3 separate regions of the Zea mays genome follow, and all the other regions are linked to region 1. Evidence: chromatin contacts called from public Hi-C data. All regions are on one chromosome and are shown on one strand. Each heading gives the region's core, a stretch centred on a gene start, on an enhancer-like site or on the middle of the called end of the contact. The rest is flanking DNA. Distances are from core to core; before and after follow the strand shown. Region 1 holds the start of LOC103643161 (cyclin-D4-2-like). Region 2 has its middle 40 kb from the start of LOC100283050. Region 3 holds the start of LOC100283050.

Region 1 (3,229 bases), core at 349-2,848:
AGCTTGTTCAGGAAGTAATCCACGTAGGAGAACGGCGTCACGGCATGCATCCTCCAGTTGAGGGTTGTTAGAACCAGGAGCTCCATCCTCTGGACCGTCTTCGCCTCGAACACGTACCGCGCGTCTCCGACCTGCTTGTTGTTGTTGCACATGCATGAACAAGAGAGAGAGAGAGAGAGAGAGAGAGAGAGAGAGAAGGTGTGCATCTTCGCTGCAATGCCGAACAGGCGAACACCCACCTCCTGAAGGTCCAGGCACTGCGGGACGGCGGTTTCCTCCATCTTGGCGGCCAGAGAAACGCACGCCACCGCGAGGAGCTGCGTCATCCAGTCCTTGCAGTCCTGGAAATGACAGCACCGGCGATACGCATCACTGATTACTGAACTAAAAAAATGGTTTTTGTGATTTAAGAGTGATCCTGCGATTCTTACCGGCACCTCAGACAGCGAGAGGAAGCGATCGAGGTAGTTCACTGCCAAGTAGGCAGTGAGAGGGCGGAACCTGTGGTGCGTGTAAGCCTGCAGAAAGGATCGGTCACGAGTTAGTAGTAATCACGCGGAAAAAAAGAAGTGAGGCCATTCTATGGTACAGGTTCACGTGAAACATACTTGTCGAAGCTATATTGGCCTAAAAATGCGCAGCACAATGTTTTTTTCTCTCTCTCGAAAATGTAAAAAGAAGCAAATGGTGAACAGCATCTTTGCTAGTGTCTCGTGATTCAGCAAGCGAACGAAAAGGCCAGCTTTGGCTCGAGATGGTCCCGCCCTCGTTTCACCGCGCAAAAAAAATGGGCACGGCATATCAGCGAGGCCGCACGTTACAACAGAGCCGAGCGTTTCGCTGTAATGAAGCACAGTACTGTGCTGTAATGAAGCGTCTTTCTAGATGGATAAAAACTCGAGCAATCACGGAAATGGAATGGAATGGAATGCGGCTCCTACAGGTCTCCTAAGCAGTGAGCAATGAGCCACCCAAAATGTGCAGCCACACCTGAGGTACTCAGATCAATCAAGAACCGACCTTCCAAATCCAGTCGACGGCCTCCCGGCGGACGCAGAGACAGCCGCCGCCGCCGCGCAGCCTGTCGCCGTAGCACGGCCCCGGCATGTGGTCCCGTTCCCGCTCCACCAGACCGGCCACGCATTCCTCCGACTGCGGCGGGAACAAGTCCGCGCCGAAGTCGTCCCCGTAGCCCGGCGACCGGCCTCTCCTTCTCCCGACCGCCTCCAGCTCCTCCTCCTCCTCGTCGTACCACAGGATGCTGCTGTGCTCCTCGGCGCAGAGGAGCATGGACGCTGCCGCGTCGTAGCAGCTCGGCGCCATGGCTCCTGTACTGTACCGGCGTCTCCCACTCCTCCCACCAGGCACGCACGGACGCACCGGCGGCAAGTCAAAGCCCGCGTCTCTCTCCCTCTCCCTCTCCTGTCGTGCGACGGCGGCGCCGTAGACTCTGTTCTGGCGGCTGGAGTGCTGGGTGGTGGCCTGGTGGGTGGCTGGTGGAATGCGGCAGTACGGCAAACTTGGGCAGAATGCGGCAGTGGCGAGTGGAGAAGCAGGACAAGGCACAAGGAAGAGGACGGGAGGACGGACGGACGGAGGGAGGCAGAGAGTGCGGTGCAGTTGTGGCGTGCTTTCGCCCCCTCGCGCTTTGTATCGGGCACGGGGAGACGGGAGTGTTTTGGGAAGCGCACGCGGCGGTACGCCGAAACTGGAGACATCCGGAGCGCCAGCGGAGGAGGCGGACGGTCGCGACGGGTGCAGGGGAAAGGCGGGCGTTGCCGTACGCGCGGCTGGATCCGGCGGTTGGGAGGCGTCCCGCGACTCTCGTCCGATCGGGGATCGGCGGACGTGGCTGCACGCGCCGGTTGACGCGGCCGGAGGAGAGTGACAGACTGACAGACAGTCCTTTTCGTTAGGATTTACCTAAATAAAACATGATCTACCTGCGTCAGTGTGAAACCGCACCTTTTGGGTTGGTTTCAAACGGTCAACTGCGCTGCCTACCATCTACTCCTATATGTTTATCATCTACTCCTATATGTTTATGAACCATCTACTCCTATATGTTTATGAAAACACAATTTTGCGAACATGTTCCGCAAGTATTACGATGCATACGTAAAGTTCAATAGTTGTTCGACATCTATCGGGTAAAATTAAAATATAAAGGCTAGTTTAGGAACTCCGTTTTCCCATGTGATCTCTATTTTTCCTTTAAAAATGTGGTTTACAAACTAGCCCTAAGCAGAATTAGTATCGATCGATCCATCAACCTGAGCTCCTCCGTAAGCTAGTGTTACTGTGTAAGTAAATCTAGGCGCATTTCAATCTAAAAATATGTAATGATATCAACCTAGCAAAAAAACAAATCAACTTTTTTTTGAAAAAAAATGGAGGAGAACTCTAGATGGGGGGCAATGCGCCAATGCCAAGAGCAGAGAGAGCATCGACGCACCCTTTGTACTACTCGACGTAGTAGACTGTTCCAAATAGTCGTTCCCGTACAATCATCATATATCGGAATGTCGCTACGAAGTAGTCGTACTACAATACACAGCCTCTACTATAACATCGACAAATACACAAAAGTTTATACTAAATTTGGTTTTAGGGGTCTGCTGTTTAATTAGAACGGAAACAAACGGGCCACCAAAAAAATAGAGAATGTGGTCAAGAGAAGACCAATCCGGCCTCATAATCTAAAGCCCAAATGTACATCTAAAGGTAATAAGCCATCCCACCCTGGCCCAACAGATATCATGGATCAACCCATGTACTTTTATGCTATTATAAGGCCCTGTATGCAAGAGTTTCACTTTAAGAATTTTATGTCTATTTCAGTTTTTTCTATCAAACAAATTTAGCTCCACGGGCTCTAGCTTCAAAAAACTAAAATTAAAAGGCCAGTTTCATGATATTTTCGAAGCAACGTAAAGGGCGAGCGGGGACGAGTACCAACCAACATCGGCTACTGACTAACGTCGGTCATGTTTGTCAAAGCTCATGTTGGTGAAAAAACAGCTTATCTAATAAATTGATGAAAAGTAATTTTTATTCATTGGTTGCTTTTAGTTCATTGTAAGAAGTAGTTATATTTAAATCTATAAAAAAACTATAAAATAAGTTGTGCCAAGCATGCCCAGTGACATATTACGGGGTCTTCTATAGATTTTTTTTATCTATATTTAATATATTTTCGCTACACGTATAATTTATATGGTAATATTTT
Region 2 (3,229 bases), core at 524-3,023, 170 kb before region 1:
ACGAGCATTTAGCTAGTGATATAAGATGTGTTGAACAAAACGTAGAATTTCCGAGGGAAAATAGACACGATGCTGCACAGGGGCCTTGCCTCCCTAACCCTCCCATGTTTATGTATTTATACACACATAATATAAAATGTGGTATTGTCTTTGGGCAAAATAAATTTCTCTATCTAAATAAAAAAATATTATATTTTTGAAGCATCAAATTCTTTGCTAATAATAAAATCAAAGAATTTTAGCCTAAAGTTGTCCCTGGATAGTTATTGTGTGTGCGACGAATTTGGTGCTTTACCTTGAGTATAGAACCAAATACATTACGATCACTTGCTGATTTGATAAAAAACCTTATCAAATTGGATAAAAGTTCCATGTATCAAATGGGTTATGGATTATTAAGATTAATCGTCACTCTTTCAGTCTCAACTGCAACCATTATTAATAGAGCGTTTTAGCTACAAAACTTATCAAAACACATCTACAAAATAAAAATGGGAGATGATTTTATGTGAAGTTACTTGATCATCTATATTGATATAGAATTGATAGCTATGATCAACACTCATAATGTAGTCGAAGCTTTTAATTTGACCGATCATTGTAGAAGCAATTTTTTACTCTATTGAAGTTAATTAATATATAATTATATTTGTGAGTATTTTTTATTAATTTATTATCTATACTATATGTAAATTAGTATACACATGTGTATATATCCCACGATATTTTTTATTTATAGTATTTGATGGGTCCTTACTCCTTCCTATGCCTTAATTCTGCTCCGCCCTGGCAGCACCGGAGTATACTGTACGTATCAGGCAAGACAATACGACCATACCCAAGTGCAGTATCAGGACAAATGGCTCGGAGCAAAAAGCCTGCAACGGAATAGAAACAGAGAGCACGGCCGAGGCGAGCCCGACGGAGCCGGGCCAGGCCAGGCCATTCCTCGTCCTGTCACTGTCCGAACCCGCTTCTCCTCCACCTCCCTCTGGATCGCTGCTGTCCACGAGGGAGACAGGTCAATTCGAAATTTATTATCTCCGGCTGGGACAAAGACCCAGGACGCCACCAAGGCGGGCACAGCATGCTGCATGCCAGCGGCCATGCAAAATGCTCGTCGTCCTTCCGTCCGTCCTCAATCGGTGCTCCCGGCCCATGCATCGTCCGCGGTCCGCTGAGGTTTCCGTGTCCGGCGCATGTGGTGTGAGTCTGGCCGGCGCCGCCGTCCCCGTCCGTGCCCCACCCAACCCAACTAGCCGGCCCCGCCGCTCGATCCATCATGTCCATTGATCGATGGCTGCCGTGCCGGCTGCCTCTTGGCCCTGCTGCGCTAGGTGAGGACTGAGGAAGTGAGAGTGAGGATGACGCGCGCCGCGGCCGCGCACAGGGCACGCAGCTGCCTGCCTGCTGCCCCCCTCCCGCTGTTGCGATCGAACTGCCTGCTGCGAAGCATACATGCATGTGTGAAGGCAGGCAGGCTGCTCTGCCCGCGCAGTAGCTTCATCACTTGTACTGTAGCTGTAGTAGTATAGTATTGCTGTTGCATTAAATACGAGCGGGTGCTCTCTGCTCAGCTAGCTAGCCGGCCAGATCCTCGTCGCCCAGCTAGCGGTGCGCGCGGAAGCATGCATGCCGCGCGCCTACGACGCTGTAGCTCGTGCTGGGCGTCCGGCGCGCTGCTGCGTCGCTGCCGTGGTACGACGTCGGTCCGTGCTCGTGTCAACGCAGCACGGACACGCCGGGCCCTGGGTGGCCACGTCTGGTCTGGTCTGATCCGTCAGTGTGGCTGGCCGCTGGCCTGGCCTGGCCCCGCTGCATGTGGCCTGTGGTCCGATGGGTAGGGGTCGGCTGGCTCTCCCTTCTCCGTCGAGGTCGAGGGCTAGCTGTTCCAGGGCTGTGCGTGTTCCAGGGCAGGCCCGCAACGACTGGACGGCCAGCTGCACAAAAGCCACTACCACAGGACGGACACTTGCATGCATGGCGATTGGCGCGGCGAGCTCGTCAGCCATCCCTCGGACGCTGGAGAGGAGTCCCTGTGCAGTAGGAGCCATCACTGGATGATGGCTGGCTGGCTGGCTGGCCTGGACTCCCGCCGATCCTGCAGCGGGGATGATGGACCATGTGAGCAACTGACGGCCGGGCAGCGGGCAGCAGACGGCAATACTGCTGCCGCTGCCGCGGCATGCATGCAGCAGTGCCGGCCAGCACACTGCAGACGACGTTGCGAATGAAGCGCACAAGCACGCTACAGTGCACGCCGCGCAACCGTCCACGGCGGGCCATGGATATCTTGCCGATCCAGCCACCACCCACCAGCCCTTGGCATCATCACTTCATCAGCCGGCGCCCGCCGCCCGCCCGTCTGCCATGCCATGTCGCACCGGGAATATTGTCGGCAGTGAGCTCAGGTTTAGGGATGTGCGTGGACGCATGCCATTGCGTGTATCAGACTGGGCTGCCTGACACCCATGGTTTGTCTGTCTCGGCGAGTCTGAACTCTCTATGTGCGTTGTCCCGTTTCATGATCGATCGATACGGATGAAAACGGTCCAAAATAATCGGTAAACACTAAAATCATTTTTTTATATTTTTTCTTCGAAACGGGATCGAAAACGGTAACTCCAAAATAAAAAATGATATTGGTAATTCAGAAACATCGGAAATGAAAGTTCGGTACGAAAATTATACCGGTTACGATCGAAATCTAAAATACGATCGGTAAAAATTATAACATGTACTACTGAAATCGCGTTTTTTTACCCAGTGTCTAAGGCACTCGGCAAACATTTTATCGGTAAAGAGTTTTTGCTGAGTACTTTTTTCGGAGTGTCGAAAAGCACTCAGCAAATTAAAAATCGAAAAAACCCCCAAAAAAACAGCAAAATATTTTTTAAAATTATAAAAACAACTACCATACCTATCTCTCTATCATTTCATTTTAACTAATATTTTAAATCAAATTTATATGTTTTGTGAATGGTGAGATTCGAACTCGCAAAACCTCTCTCGCGCACACTCTCCTCTACCACTATAATACTACATCAATTATGTCTTTATTACATTTTCATTCCTCATATACTATAACAAACCGAGAGTAATTTGATTATTTAAGGCAGTAAATGAATTCATTTGAAAATATGATCAACTATAAAGTTGCATAACTTTTCGAGATCTACAAGTTCTATTTTGATAGTTTCTACATCTGGGGCCGTTTACAAAATTTGAA
Region 3 (3,229 bases), core at 497-2,996, 130 kb before region 1:
ACAACATGGGATACCTGAAGCTTGAGCATGGTCTGTCTGTAATGACGAAGGACCAACTTGTAGATAGTCTCGCTTATAACAGCCTGAAAGTTTGTTTATTTTGCCTTCATATTTGGTAATTTTTATTATGATGAACGATTTTGTGGTGATAATTATTATCGTTATTTGTACATTCTTTGTTTGTCAGGGTCTAATTCTTAGCAAAGCTTTAAAGGCTCAGAAAGATGCAGAAGATGAGAGCAATCAGATGGCAATTAGAAACCTTCGTTCGGAGGTTATAACTTTGAGAAACGAAGCTCTCGAGAAGGATAAGATCCTGCTCTCTTTGGTGGAAAGATTAAAATCTAGTGAAGCTAGGCTTTCTAGCCTTTCCGAAGCAGAGCAGAGGGTAAAGGTGTTTGAAATGAAGCAACAAAAAATGTGAAGCGCATTGCTGACTTGGAGTATGCGCTATTTGTTCAAGTAGAATTGCACAGATCTGAAGTGCAAGGATTGAAAAAGAAACTCGATGAAGTGACTGAAAATTTCAATGTCGAGCAAATAAAGCGCGAAATATCTGATACTCAACGGCTGAGAGTTCAAAAAAATGTCGAGGAGCTTCGTCAAGCAAAAGAGGAATGCTACAATGTTGCCCTGGAATGTTGTAATAAATTGGAAGATAGCTTTGCCAAAATTGGTGCGTTCTCTACGGGGCAAAATTTTATTCGTGGCTATCCTGATTGAGTTATTCGGTGGATTAGCGGCGAAGCCGAAGGTTTTGAGGAGATTCTCGGTGATAGGGGAGACTTATACGCCTTCATCGGCGCCTGCGGAGCTGTGTCACTCCTTGAGAAGGTTGGCTCTGCGAGTATGCAAAGACTGTGGTTTAGCCAGGATTCTCGATCTCAGCCAACGACATTAAGAACCCTTCGGCCGAAGCCGCTGCGCTAAGTGGAAAGTTTTATTCCGAAGTCTGGTTGAGAGATGGCCGAGAGGTAGCTGACGAAGCTATCAGAAAAATGAGAAAGAGTCTCATGCTACTTTGGAAGAGACCCAGAAAACTGAAGAAATTGCAGAACGTACAAGACTTTAAGTATATCTATCGTGACCTAGCAGCTTCGTAAATGTACGGCAAAAGAAGGGAGGTACATCCAAAAACAAGAATGAGAAAATGTAAATCATTTATATTTATATAATGTTTGGGACGGACTTGGACTCTTTGTGCGCGAATCTTCTAGCGTTGTTTCATTAACATGGCTATAGAGAGATACTGCCTGCTCTTTTCTATGCAGGTGCAGGTCTACCCACGTCGAAACATATTAGCAGCTCCACTACACATATAAGCTGAGGGTATAATTCGCTATGGCGTACTAACCGGCCGGGCATTGAAACAGGGATCATCACGAAGATACGTTCGTGTGTACAGTAATAATGATCTACGTACTCTCTTCCTTTGTACATATACGTGCGATTTACGCGTATCATTACCCAAAATAGTGCGATTCACCCGTATCATTACCCAAAATACTGTTTTTACTGTAAATTGTATTGTTCGTAGAATAAAGTTTGAATATGATTACGTGGACCACTAAGAGTAAGTTGATGTCAATAACCTAATCAGTAGGCCAGCGAGGAAAAGAGCTCGAGCCTTCAGCAAGATCAGTAACCCCATTTTAAACCGGGCTGGAGCCATATCCCAACCGCAGCATAAACAGGATATAAACAGGAGCCAAAGCGACACCACCCTTTCGCTCTCGCTCTCGCCACAGGGCGACAGGTGCGCGTAGCCAGGAGACACGGCTAGATTGGTAGTAGTAGAGCGAGAAGCAGAGAGAGAGAGAGAGAGATGTGTTTGTGTGGCTACATCATCTCCCCAAGGGCACAGGCACAGGCACAGCAGCCGCTTGCCTGCCTGCAGGCTGCTGCAGGCTGCTGCCGCGCAGCAGTGCCGCTGCCGATGCGTCAAAATTAGCAGCAGGGGAGTGTGCACAGTTCACGGTCTGCTCTCTTTCTCTCTCTTCCCCTATTACGAGTCCCAGCAGCTAGAACAACACAAACCCTCTCCTGTAGCTAGATGTGTGGTAGTAAGCTCTCGCTGTTAACCTCGGCAAAGAACCTACTGGAAGTCGGAAGGGAAAAAGCAAAGTAGGAGTAGCTAGCTAGTATAGCAAACAAGCTCCCCCGTGTGCCGACGAGCCGCCGACTAGGTCAGCCGCCATGGACTTCGACGAGCACGATGACGGCGACGAGGAGATGACGCCGATGCCCGTGAGCTCGAGCTACGATGCGCCGATGCAGCCGGGGCTGGGACTGGGCGGAGGAGGCGGCGAGACCCCGAAGCACGGGGATTCTGCTGGAGCCGGGAGCTTCAGGACGCCGCCAGCAGGCGGCTTCGGGGGAGGAGGCGCAGGCGCAGGCGCAGGCGCAGGCGGTGGCGGGGCCACCAGGTACCGGGAGTGCCTCAAGAACCACGCGGTCGGCATCGGCGGGCACGCGGTGGACGGCTGCGGCGAATTCATGGCCGCTGGCGAGGAGGGCTCCATCGACGCGCTGCGCTGCGCGGCCTGCGGCTGCCACCGCAACTTCCACCGCAAGGAGTCCGACAACTCGCCAGCGGGAGGCGGGGGCGTCGCGCCGCCCGATCCCGCCGCCGCCCTGTCCCCGGCCGCCATCACAGCCTACGGCGCCGCCGTGGCGGCGCACCACCACCAGTTCTCCCCCTACTACCGCACCCCTGCCGGGTACTTCCTGCACCAGCAGCTGGCGGCCGCCGCCGGGCACATGCAGCGCCCGCTCGCGCTGCCGTCCACCTCCCACTCGCTGGGGCGCGAAGAGGGCGACGACGTGTCCGGGCTGATCGGCCCCATGGTGGTGGCGCCCATGATGGGCATGTCGCTGGGCCCGGGCGGCGGCCCGTCGGGGGGCTCGTCCGGCGGCTCGGGGTCCGGCAAGAAGCGGTTCCGCACCAAGTTCACGCAGGAGCAGAAGGACCGGATGCTGGCGTTCGCGGAGCGGCTGGGGTGGCGCATCCAGAAGCACGACGAGGCCGCCGTGCAGCAGTTCTGCGAGGAGGTCTGCGTCAAGCGCCACGTGCTCAAGGTGTGGATGCACAACAACAAGCACACCCTCGGCAAGAAGCCATGACCGACCGCCGGCCATTCGCTTCGCGCCGGCGCCTGCACTGTGTGCTAGCTAGGTACACCACCACTGATCGCATTGCATCATGGATCTCCTCCTCTCTTTCTCAGCA

What was found. A called contact is a pair of places that touch in the nucleus more often than the background predicts.
Region 2: a contact with region 1 is called in a Hi-C map of ear, with 1.9 times the contacts expected there. The contact joins the enhancer-like site here to the promoter of LOC103643161 in region 1. A contact is called at or near these places in 3 of 25 Hi-C or Micro-C datasets (bundle sheath, ear and tassel).
Region 3: a Hi-C map of bundle sheath shows a contact between it and region 1, with 3 times the contacts expected there. The contact joins the promoter of LOC100283050 here to the promoter of LOC103643161 in region 1. A contact is called at or near these places in 3 of 25 Hi-C or Micro-C datasets (bundle sheath, ear and tassel) and 1 of 3 datasets of contacts at active chromatin or transcription factors (leaf).

Annotation. Positions count from the first base shown.
Region 1 is chr1:205,098,305-205,101,533 of Zm-B73-REFERENCE-NAM-5.0, reverse strand. It overlaps LOC103643161 (cyclin-D4-2-like), which reads right to left and starts at 1,598. Exons shown (of 6, transcript NM_001301472.1): 1 at 1,021-1,598; 2 at 432-518; 3 at 240-341; 4 at 1-131. The coding sequence starts at 1,323.
Region 2 is chr1:205,273,090-205,276,318 of Zm-B73-REFERENCE-NAM-5.0, reverse strand. No RefSeq gene overlaps it. Among protein-coding and RNA genes, the nearest start is that of LOC100283050, 40 kb to the right of the region's middle. Within about 2 kb of position 1,773, at least 15 of the 20 cell types and tissues checked have an H3K27ac peak or open chromatin away from gene starts, as enhancers often do. A contact at or near this core is called in ear and tassel, where this site is marked.
Region 3 is chr1:205,232,785-205,236,013 of Zm-B73-REFERENCE-NAM-5.0, reverse strand. It overlaps LOC100283050, which reads left to right and starts at 1,746. Exons shown (of 1, transcript NM_001155952.2): 1 at 1,746-3,229. The coding sequence starts at 2,197. The coding sequence ends at 3,123.